Linked DNA regions of Zea mays: region 2 is linked to region 1. The links are chromatin contacts, called in public Hi-C maps. All regions are on one chromosome and are shown on one strand. The core of a region is the stretch at or near the end of the contact, and the rest is flanking DNA. Distances in the headings are between cores, read along the strand shown.

Region 1 (5,333 bases), core at 2,026-4,525:
AAGTTATCGGATAGATCAGATTCTTGTTCTTCTTCAGCAAATAGCTGCCATTATATTAAGACTAAAGTATTAGTGTTGTGGCCCTTATTGAATATCTTGAAGCCACTTAAAGAAGCTATGCATGACTACCTTGAAGAGACTTTTCAACATCACACAAGTGGAAATAAATTGGGAATAGGTGAGATGGTTGTTTTCATTTTTTTTGTTCTAAGGGTTAAATTACTTACATAGGCATAAGATTGAAATGTAACAACAAGGTGGAATAAGAATAGATCTGGAAAACAAGAATGCCATTATGGTCTATTGATAACTGAGTGATAGCAGGAATACACTGCAAACGGGCCTCTAGCTGAGTTGGTTAGATGGCTAAAGTAGAACTCTTTAGATCTTAGGTTCGACTCCCAGTGGGAGCAAATTTCAGGTTGGAGTTAAAAAAGGTCACTCGTTGGTTCCCCTGGTTGTGTACGCACGAGACGAACTGGCCTATAGGGGACGGATCCTCAAGTAGGGGCTAGGAGGCTCAAAGCACGAGTAAAGATCTGGCCTATAGGGGGCAGACCCTCATGCACGGGGGCTAGCTTTCGCGACCTTTCTTGGTCGGGCTCAGTTTAAGCTTCTTCTTAATACAATACCGTGGGGGCAGTCTTTCATCCTCGTGTAAGGGCTATGAGGCTCAAAGCATAGGTAAAGATCAGACCTATAGGGGCGGACTCTCATGCTGCACGGGGGACCAATTTTCGTGACTTTTCTCAGTCAGGCTTAGTTTGAGCTTCTTCTTAATTACCGTGGGGGCAGTCTTTCCCCACTGACCGAGTTTTATAGAAGGAATACACTGAATAGTTTAGAAACAAGCATTCGTTGAAGCTGTAAAAAAGCATGACTTTGCCTTTGCCAAAAGAGTAATTACATGAAATGAACAAGTATATCATTTTTAAGTTGGAATTAGAAGTGACGAGTTTACCACTCTCATGAAGTTAACAATGCATGTAGCCACTATTATGCTAATCTTAAACATGGTAAAATAACAAGTTTACTAAAAGGGGCTTAAAGTAAAGTGTGCCTCATCTTTTTTTTACTGAAAATAAACAGAATTACCTTGTAAGAAGTGAATAACAGGATCACAGCCAACAGCAAGTTCACCGCCTCAAATTTCTACAGAAAATTAGAGAAATGTAACAGTCAATATAACATGATAAATGAAAAGCATAACCAACAGTAGCATGAGAACAATCAACCTGGATGCTAGCTGTTCCTAAGATGATCATCACAGCCCGAAAGACCACAGCTCCAGCAATACCATAAGAAAGTATTCGATTCTTGTTACAGACATCAGAAATTATGAGAAAAGGCACAAAGTTGACTTCAATTTCAACTGTCACAATAGCCATCAAGACATACCTGGTATTCTTTTGGCACTTTGAAATACTTGAAGACCAGAACAAAAACAAAGAGATTGTCCACCGACAAACTCTGTTCCAATAAATACCTGTTACATAACAGGACAGGATTACATTGTTATGTATAGAGTTCAAGGAAAGTGCTGTTATGATTAATCATGTTATATAAAAAACATAAAATCAAACCCATCTTTAAGTATACAAACTAATAGCATTTAAATGGAAGTGATTATAGGAAGATGGAATAGATAGATAGCAAGATGTATGACTAGATGAATATGCGATGTAAATAAACTAACTTGCACGAAACAACAGAGGATCCATTCAGAAAACAAACACAAGTTAAAGGTAACACGCAGTGCTCAGTGCTGTGTGCTTCTCAAATGTGATGTTCTTGATATGTGATCCTGGAAGTCCTAATGCAAAAGGGAGTCAAACTTATTTCGTAAAACAGCGTCAATGCTAAATACAAAGGGATATGCATAGAACACACCCAGCAAAATACTCCGATGCCTTCTCAGCCCCGTCCCTCAAGGCAATGCTAACTCCAAAAAGCACTGCAGCGAGAACCTGAACCAGATCAATATATTATGTCCACGCGTAGAACTAACTCTAAGCTGAATCAACAAAACGGTAGATATAAAGAAGAAACTGACCACCAGTGTCACCCTTCTAATGGCAGAACCTTTCCCAGTCGTGCTGGACACCGGTTCGGGCTCTGCATCCTTGTTGGTTTGAGCACGTGGAGTAGAATTTAGCGTCTCCTTTTCTGCATACATATCCAATGTAAGCCAGCTGAGAGAAATAAGTAATCTCATGAAACCGCCAGAGAGTCAGCGGATAGCTCGTTCTGGACTCTGGTCGCTGTAAAATCACTTGGACGCCATGGCTAGAAAGCAAATCATCAAACAAACATGGGAATTCCCCGTCTGAAGAACTTGATTACAAAATTTGCCACGAGTTATTGCATATTTCTGATGTTGCAACCAAAATATGCGCCCTTAGCTGTCTGGCCGGCCGGCCGGCTGACAGGAGCCGAGGGAAGGAATTAGGTGGCGAGGAGAAGACGGCGGTGGAGCTGAGCAATCTTCTCACCAGAGCTTAGCGAGACGCCTTCCTCTTGCCCCGGCCCCCTGGCGCGCCGCCTCCGCGTCCTCTCCCGCCGCCTACCTTCCGCTTCCCCAGGTCGGGGCGACGCCGCGGCCACCGTGACCGCGGGAGGCCGCCACGTGAGCGGCGGGAGCGCCGCGCGCGCACGACGCGGCCGCCACGGGTCCGGGAGCCGCGGGAGGAACCGCGTGGCGGTCGAAGCGCCCACCGCGGAAGCCATCGCCGGCGACGAGCTCCGACGCGGCGCGACGGGTGGAGCTCCGGGGCGTACGGCCGCGGGTCGAGGCGGACCGGAGCTCAGTCAGCCCCACCGGGGCGAGTCGGCTGCGGAGAGATTATTGGCATTATGAAACACGACACACTCGATAAAATGGAAGTTTAGACGGCTTCAACACGCTGAAATAGACACGACAAAATCATTTGTTGTCCACCCATCCGGTTAGCAGCACTCCATCACCATTACCACCGTGGAGCCCAGACGTCGTCTCCCATCGTTGAGATCGAGCCTACATCGGCTGGTGGCCGTGGGCGGCCGTGAGTTCCCCTCGGGCATCTCTTCTTCCCCATCCATCTCTCCCGTATGTTCCTTCTCTCCTAGACTGTATGGTGTGAGATCTCATGTGGTGTAGTTACTTGCAGGCAGGTGAGTTCGCTGGCATGGCATGGATTTGGATGGGGATCCGGTTGGCAGCTCGTCGGACGTGGTAGCCCCTCTCAGCTCGTAGATTTCCCCCACTTGCATCACCGAGTTGCACTACAACACCAGTGCCATTGGACCAAACCTGTTCCATTGAGATGAGGTTATATCCATATCTTAATTATAACTGTTTGAATCCCTTTTTGCTGCAATTTTTTTGTGATGCTTGATAGCTACCTCACTGTTATAATATAGGGTATTCAGAGGACGGAGGCAACAACACAATTTGATTGGGATTCTATGGTAGTTTCTGATGTTCTAGAGAAAGAAGGAAGAGTAGAAGTACCATGTGAAAATGAGATATATTGTAATATTGGACTCAATAAAGAGGTCGAGGCTGAGAACAGTAGAAGAGATGAATTTTATAGATATGGTTCAACTTGTAATGTGCAAGAAATTAGGGATATTGACAAGGATGACCACCATGTTGATCAGCCATGTGAAGACTTTCTTCCAGATCAGAAGAGGGTGGTGTACGATAGGATGAATCCTTCTATGTAGCTAGGTTGTTTGTTTCCTAACATGAAATAATTCAGGATTGATATGCGTCAATATGCAATAAAGTATGAGTTGGAGCTTGGAATTGATGTTACTTTGACAACCAAATATGTTGGCTATTGTAAGGGTGGTGATTGTCCTTGGAGGATCTATGCACGCGAAGAAAAGAAATGATTGCCTACTATTGTGGTATATTACAATGTTACATTATGTTCATTTGTTGTTGAATTATTCACTTTTTGTTATACTAAACGTTGACGCATCTCTCTACAGGTTGTTGTACTAGACGATGTGCACACTTGCACATTTAGTGGAAGGAGGAAGACTACTACGTCTACCAGTGGTTGGGTTGCATTCCACGCTCTATCTTTGCTCATGAAGAAACACCAAATGGGTGCTAAAGAGTTGCAAGAAACACAACAGGGCAGTCATAATGTCACTATTGGGTACAATACAGTTTGGAAGGGCAAAGAGAAAGCGTTGAAAGAGTAGTATGTGTCTTGGGAGGAAAGCTTCTAGCTCTTGTTCTCTTGGAGGGAGGTTGTACTTGCAAAGTTGCCTGACAATGTTGTTGATGCTTTTGTGGAAGATGGAAAGTACTATTTGAAAGAGAAATGTGCCCTTGGGCCATTTCTAAGTATTTTAGTGATTGAGTGCCAACACAAGTGGTCATGTGTTAATCTATGCCAAATGATGGACAAAGTGAAAATCAACATAAAGGTATGTTTCTAAGACTTAGTACTTTGTTTTAAGGACTAATGTATTGTGTCTAAGTACTGGAAACAGGAGAAATCAATTTGGAAAAGAGATGGCTTTGTTCAGCCAAAGACAATTCAGTCTGGGAGCACCGGACTGTCCGGTGGTGCACCGGACAGTGTCCGGTGTGCCAGGCTGGCTCTGGCGAACTGGCTGCTCTCGGGTTTCGTCGGCGGTGTACGGCTATAAATCACCGGACTATCCGGTGGTGCACCGGACTGTCCGGTGAGCCAACGGTCGGCCGAGCTAACGGTCGACCGCGCAATCCGCGCGTGACGTGTGGCCGGCCCAACGGTCTGAAGGGGGCACCGGACAGTGTCCGGTGCGCCAACGGCTCCAAATCGCCAACGGTCGGCTGCGCCAAAACAGGAAAGAAATCCGCACCGGATAGTGTCCGGTGGTGCACCGGACTGTCCGGTGCGCCAGTCGACAGAAGGCAAGAATTGCCTTCCTGGAATGCTCTCAACGGCTCCTAGCTGCCTAGGGGCTATAAAAGGGACCCCTAGGCGCATGGAGGAGAACATAAAGCATCCTTTGAGCATTGTTGATCATTCACACTCCATTTTGGCGCACTTGTTCGACATTCTTAGTGATTTGAGCGCCGTTCTAGTGAGAACCTCGTGATATTCTTTTGAGCTCAAGTCTTGGCCTTGTGTGTGCGTATTTGCTGTGAATTTGAGTGTGTTGCTTCCCTCTCTTACTCTAGTGCTTCATTTTGATTCTTATTGTAAGGGCGAGAGACTCTGAGTTGTGGAGATTCCTCGCAAACGGGAAAGAGTAAAGTAAAGAAGAACACCGTGGTATTCAAGTTGATCATTGGATCACTTGAGAGGAGTTGAGTGCAACTCTCGTCCGTTGGGACGCCACAACGTGGA
Region 2 (5,333 bases), core at 961-3,460, 330 kb before region 1:
TATTTAAGTAACAGAAACTACCAAAGACAATGTTTTGGAGAGAGGCTCAACCACAAGTAACTTGATAAGACTCAATAGTACCACTGAACCCAGTACCTGCTAAAATGGCTATAAGAAGGGTAGCAAGGGCCCCTTAGCTTACTAGGCTCTCCTATATATCAGATGGTTTGCACCTCCACCAGTTCAGAACAATCATTGTTTACCATCTGATGGCGAATTTAACAAGAAACTCATTACTTTACTTGACACCTGATAGCAACAACCTATTAAAAGAGCAGGAGAACCTCCTCACTAGTACATTCTATAAGATCATACATAATGACAGCCCAAGTGTTTCTCAGAAATCAAGTATCCTGACTGGTCTGATCATATTTTTAGACAATGTAAAGCATTGCAAGATTTTCAATTACTGGATACTCTTGGCAATCTCTGACTGAGCACAGTGCTGGTCTTACCTTCCATATCTGCCAAACAGATGTTCTAAATCGCGGGAACGAGTACGAGTGGCCAATCTGCCAACATACAAGCGCGTGCCTCCATAGCGGTCATCATAGCGAGGCATATCTCCTGTCAACAAAAAAAAATACTATTAGTTGTTTCATCAAGAACTTAATGAATAAAGTGGCAGAAAGCACCTACAAATTGCACTAACAATACGGTTTAGTGATAACAAGTGAAAGGATTACAAACAATTCAATCAGAGCCCTAAATGAATGGTATGCACTAAAACAGAGGATTTCCCCTGTCACCTTGTACAATCTCATGACAGTGCATATGTCATAGCGAACCTGACACCACAAGAGAGTATCGACAAAGCTAGTGATTACAATTGCAACGCGGAGGCCCCCACAGAGTCATATGATCATATCAGATAGCAACCCAACTAATAACGTTGGTTGCTGGTCATTAATCATGAGAACCACTATACAGAAACTACTATTAGATCAGTACCATCCGATAGAATTGATCCCCAAGGGATTGAGATCAACTGTATTTTCCCTTCGCTAAAGGTCTAAAGCCTCGTTATTTCATTGCGGGAAGCAGTTGTCGCTAGTTGCCAACTGCAATGCAGCCACAACACTATGCAATTCAAGGTAACAGAAACTAAAAATTCAGACTAGAATTCCCCGACCTTACCCAACCAACCGAAACAGCCTAGTCCTGCAACAAAACCGTGAGCAAGAGAGTATCAACAAAGAGGGCAGCAGAAATTGCAACTTGGAGGGCCCCCATGGCCATGGTTGATTGATGCTCAGCACTTATGAGAGCAACCATACAGAAATTTCGGTGTGAACAGTAGCATATAGCCTTAGGCTAGAATCAATCCCCAAACATTCGGGCTCCACTGTACTAGCCATTCACTACCAAAATAATATAAGGTCTAAATCATTGTTGTTGCATTCCAAGGCTGGACCATTTGAGCAGGAGCGGAAAGTAAATTTGAATTGCGCAGTATTGCTGCTGACCGACTGTATTGAAACACTATTCAATTCAATATCACACAGTAATATAGGGTACCAGTGTTCAATTCGAGGTAGCAGAAACTAAAAATCGCACACCCGACCGAGGATAGACTAATCCCCCAACAAAAACCCAGAATAACCCCCCCCCCCCCCCCCCAACAAAAACCCTAAGCGACCCTCGAAAGCCCTAGCGACTGTAGATCGGGCGGGCCAAAGGCTCACAGGTCCCCGCGTCAAACTGCATGCGGGGCGTGCACGGAGGTTCATCTGAACAATAGAATCGCTTCTAGAAAACAAACACCGACGGGCAGACGATCCCCGCCACGCAGCGCGGCAAAGCCAGGAACGAACGAAGGAACGCCCCGATTCGCGGCCCCACGGGACGTAGCGGCAATCGCGTCCCTCCGTGGAGAGCGAGCGATACGGCGGCCGCTCGCCGGCAAGAGACGAGAGAGAGAACGGTGATAGGACAGGTACCTGGATCTGCGTGGAGCCGGCGCGCGAGAGGAGGGAAGGGAAGGGGAACGGATGTGGTAGGAGGGATCTCAATTCTACTAGAGAGAAACTGATGATGCCGCCGGCGGCGGAGGTGGAATTCACTCGTTGTGCGGGGCTGGGCCGAGCTGGAACGCCGATGGGCCTGCACCGCCTTTTGGCCCATGGGCTGGAACGGGGAGGCCTGACCTAGTAAGCAGCTGGCGGCTCCCTAGTAGGCCAGACCAACCAACCATATCCTTTCCCCACCCCGCATCGTCGGACACCCTCCAAAGTCCAAACCCTCTCCCCGCCGCATCGCCGCCGCCGGAAGCGCCTCCCTCGATCCAGATCCAGGTACACCGTGCGCCTCCACCGCTCTCTTTCTCCTCACGCTGTACTGGTTGCGTTGGCCATCTTCCCGTTGGTTGGTTTCTTTACTGCTGGTAAGGACCCGGTGGCTTGCCCTTCATGTTCCGCTGGATCTATGCTCTGCAGCGAGCCCTCGGTTCCGTTTTTTTAAAAAAAATTGTCGTCTTTGCTTGCGGCGATTTTGCTGCTTACCGGGTCGATTTGCTTCTTTGGCGCCCCGCTGTGTTCGATGATTTTGTAAATTCTCGCTCCGTTCTGGCTGTCTGGTAATTTACGGCCGACAGGTTCCAACTTTTTTGCTGCGGAGATCGTGATTTGCTTGTCCGGCGTGTTGCTTAGGGTTTTGCTGGGGGACGATTTCTTGCGCGGATCTCAGATTTATTTAGCACCTGGGCGATTAGGGGTATTTGCAGCTTGATGAGTAAAAGTGCGTACAATCCATGGCCGCTGCCATTGCTGTGATGTTCGAACTGATATATGGTTGTGTAGATTGAACCTGGGATCCATTTTCTAGTTGGATTGTCGAAGTATTAGATGGCTCAGATATATGTTTATGCTCTTATGTTCTTGTTGTGTGAACTTGAGCTAGATTTTTTTTACTTCTCATTAGAATACTGACGCTTATGCTTCTCACGTGTTCAGGAGATATGCCTCGCAATGATGATCGCTATGGGAATACACGCTTGTATGTTGGAAGATTGTCTCCCCGCACCCGTTCTCGTGACCTAGAATACCTTTTCAGCAAATATGGGAGGTAAGCATCACATTATATGCACATAGAACTATTCTGAAACTCAGAGTGTGCTGGCGTGCTGCTTTTTGTTATGTGGTCGGACACCAGTTATGCTCTACTACCTCCGTTTTTATATATTTGACGCCATACAATTCCACTTTTACATGCCGACGTCAAATAAAAATGAACGGAGGGAGTAGTATATATCATGAGCACGTGATGTTAACTCTGCATGGTTAAATTTTGTGGTACACAACTACACATCAATCCAGATATAAAATACAATAGCAAGCTAGGGGCTTTCCTATCGTGTTCAAAAAAAACTCGACCTGTGGGGGTAAGACCGTCTGTACAATATTATATTAAGAAGACCTTCTCACACAGGTCAAGAAGACCTTCCACGCAGGTCGAGAAAACCTCTAAACTCCTGCCCCACCACCCCCACCCATACACAATGGCACCGTAGCCCAAGTGAGAACGACCGGGCCAGGCCTGTGCTTTGGCTTGGGACAGGCGAGGGGATGTTTTAACTTTTAACCACAGCCTGAAAATTCGCTCCCACGGGGAGTCAAACCTAGAACCTGACAAGTGCTACTCAGACCACCTAACCAACTCGCCTGTTCATAATAGGTAGTTTATGAAGGTGTTGGGTTTTGTGATGCTTGACATCATTTTGAGGTTTTTGTGGATGGGGTCATACAAGTCTTCTGATTTTATTGGTGTATGTTCTGTTACATCACTAAGCACAAAATAAATGTTTGACCTGGGCCTATTTGACTTGAATGATCTTGTTGAAGGTTTTTCGGTTTTTTACACAACCATGGAGGTGTGGTGGAAGGGTGCCCTTGATGGAATTGGTGGCCATAGTTCCAATGTTTGTGGAGGACTTTGGTGAAGGGCGCCCTTGGTGTAATCTTATTGACTGTTGTAGATGATGAAGTTGCAAGTTAATGTATTTGAGTACTTCGACTCACGTCAGCTTATTGTTTGTGGCAACCATTTCCGCAGAATTCGAGAAGTGGAGTTGAAGCGTGACTATGCATTCATTGTATGTGTACTTTACTGCCCTCAGTTCAATTCTGCAACTGTTACCTATATAATGGTGGCTTGCTCATATTATAGAAATTGAAAAAAACATTTGTTTTAATTGTGGCATTCTTTATTGTGACCCTTGGTTAATTGCAAAACAGGAATTCAGTGACCCCCGTGATGCTGATGATGCACAGTACAACCTAGATGGCAGGGACGTCGATGGAAGCCGCATTATTGTTGAATTTGCTAAAGGGGTAAGTTGGTGCCCTGCCATTGTGCTGCTGCTTAAATGAGCATATGGATATTGAGCTTATGATTTTCCAAAATAACTTGTGTTTGCAGGTTCCTCGTGGTTCTGGTGGTTCACGTGATTACAACGGAAGAGGACCTCCACCAGGAACAGGCCGTTGTTTTAACTGTGGAGTTGATGGTCACTGGGCAAGAGACTGTCAGGCTGGTGACTGGAAGAACAAATGCTACCGTTGTGGCGAAAGGGGCCATATAGAAAGAAATTGCCAGAACAGTCCAAGGAACCTCAGGTGTTTATTGTTAACACTATCAGCTACATTCCACAGCTATATGACACACTTAAGCACTATATTCTAGTGTATATCATTGAATGCTTTCATTAAAGAAGTTGCTTGCTAAATATGTTTAGGCGTGAGAGAAGCTATTCACGGTCTCCATCCCCACGCCGAGGACGGGGCCGCAGCCGGAGCTACAGCAGAAGCCGGAGCTATAGGTATTCTAAAGAAAGGAAACCCCTTATTGGTCATGTATTTTGTCTATTTTGATGGTGTTCGCTGTTTTTTCTATTCTTCTTTATCTTGCATTTCTGTTTTATTTTCGTCAAGCATCATTGTGTTAACAATCCTTCTTTACCCTCAGCCGATCCAGATCCCCGTCTGGATCTCCTAGGGGTGGACGCCGAGACCGTGATGAGAGGAGATCAAGGAGTCTTAGCTACAGCAGGAGCGCAAGCCCTAGGCGTTCTGTGTCACCTGTAAAGGAAAAGGAGCGCAGCCGCACACCTGATGGCAGTAGGAGCCCCAGCCCAAGGGACAAGGTGAGCCCACCACCAAAGGATAATGGTGCCCACAATGGCTCGGACCGTGAAGACAGCCCTGGGGGCAGGGAGATGAGCAAGAGGAGTCGGAGCCCGTCTGATGGCTACCGTAGCCCTGTGGGCAATGGGCGCAGCCCGAGCCGTAGCCCAAGCCCCAAGGTCAACAATGGTGATGACCCAAGCCCCAAGGGCA

The links. Hi-C and Micro-C count contacts between places; a contact is called where the count stands out from the background.
Region 2: a Hi-C map of endosperm shows a contact between it and region 1, with 3 times the contacts expected there. The contact joins the promoter of LOC100382130 here to the promoter of LOC103635949 in region 1. A contact is called at or near these places in 9 of 25 Hi-C or Micro-C datasets (bundle sheath, ear, endosperm and 2 more).

What each region holds. Positions count from the first base shown.
Region 1 is chr8:135,817,729-135,823,061 of Zm-B73-REFERENCE-NAM-5.0, reverse strand. It overlaps LOC103635949 (thylakoid membrane protein TERC, chloroplastic), which reads right to left and starts at 3,275. Exons shown (of 14, transcript XM_008658317.2): 1 at 2,493-3,275; 2 at 2,054-2,166; 3 at 1,891-1,967; 4 at 1,399-1,486; 5 at 1,236-1,316; 6 at 1,096-1,152; 7 at 1-44. The coding sequence starts at 2,727. It overlaps LOC103635950 (a long non-coding RNA gene), which reads left to right and starts at 3,074. Exons shown (of 3, transcript XR_557722.4): 1 at 3,074-3,307; 2 at 3,400-3,891; 3 at 3,976-5,333.
Region 2 is chr8:136,146,342-136,151,674 of Zm-B73-REFERENCE-NAM-5.0, reverse strand. LOC100382130 reads left to right here and starts at 2,210. Exons shown (of 6, transcript NM_001174891.1): 1 at 2,210-2,294; 2 at 2,952-4,090; 3 at 4,233-4,328; 4 at 4,417-4,613; 5 at 4,733-4,816; 6 at 4,963-5,333. The coding sequence starts at 3,974. It overlaps LOC100276428, which reads right to left and starts at 2,036. Exons shown (of 7, transcript NM_001320254.1): 1 at 1,941-2,036; 2 at 456-567. The coding sequence starts at 562.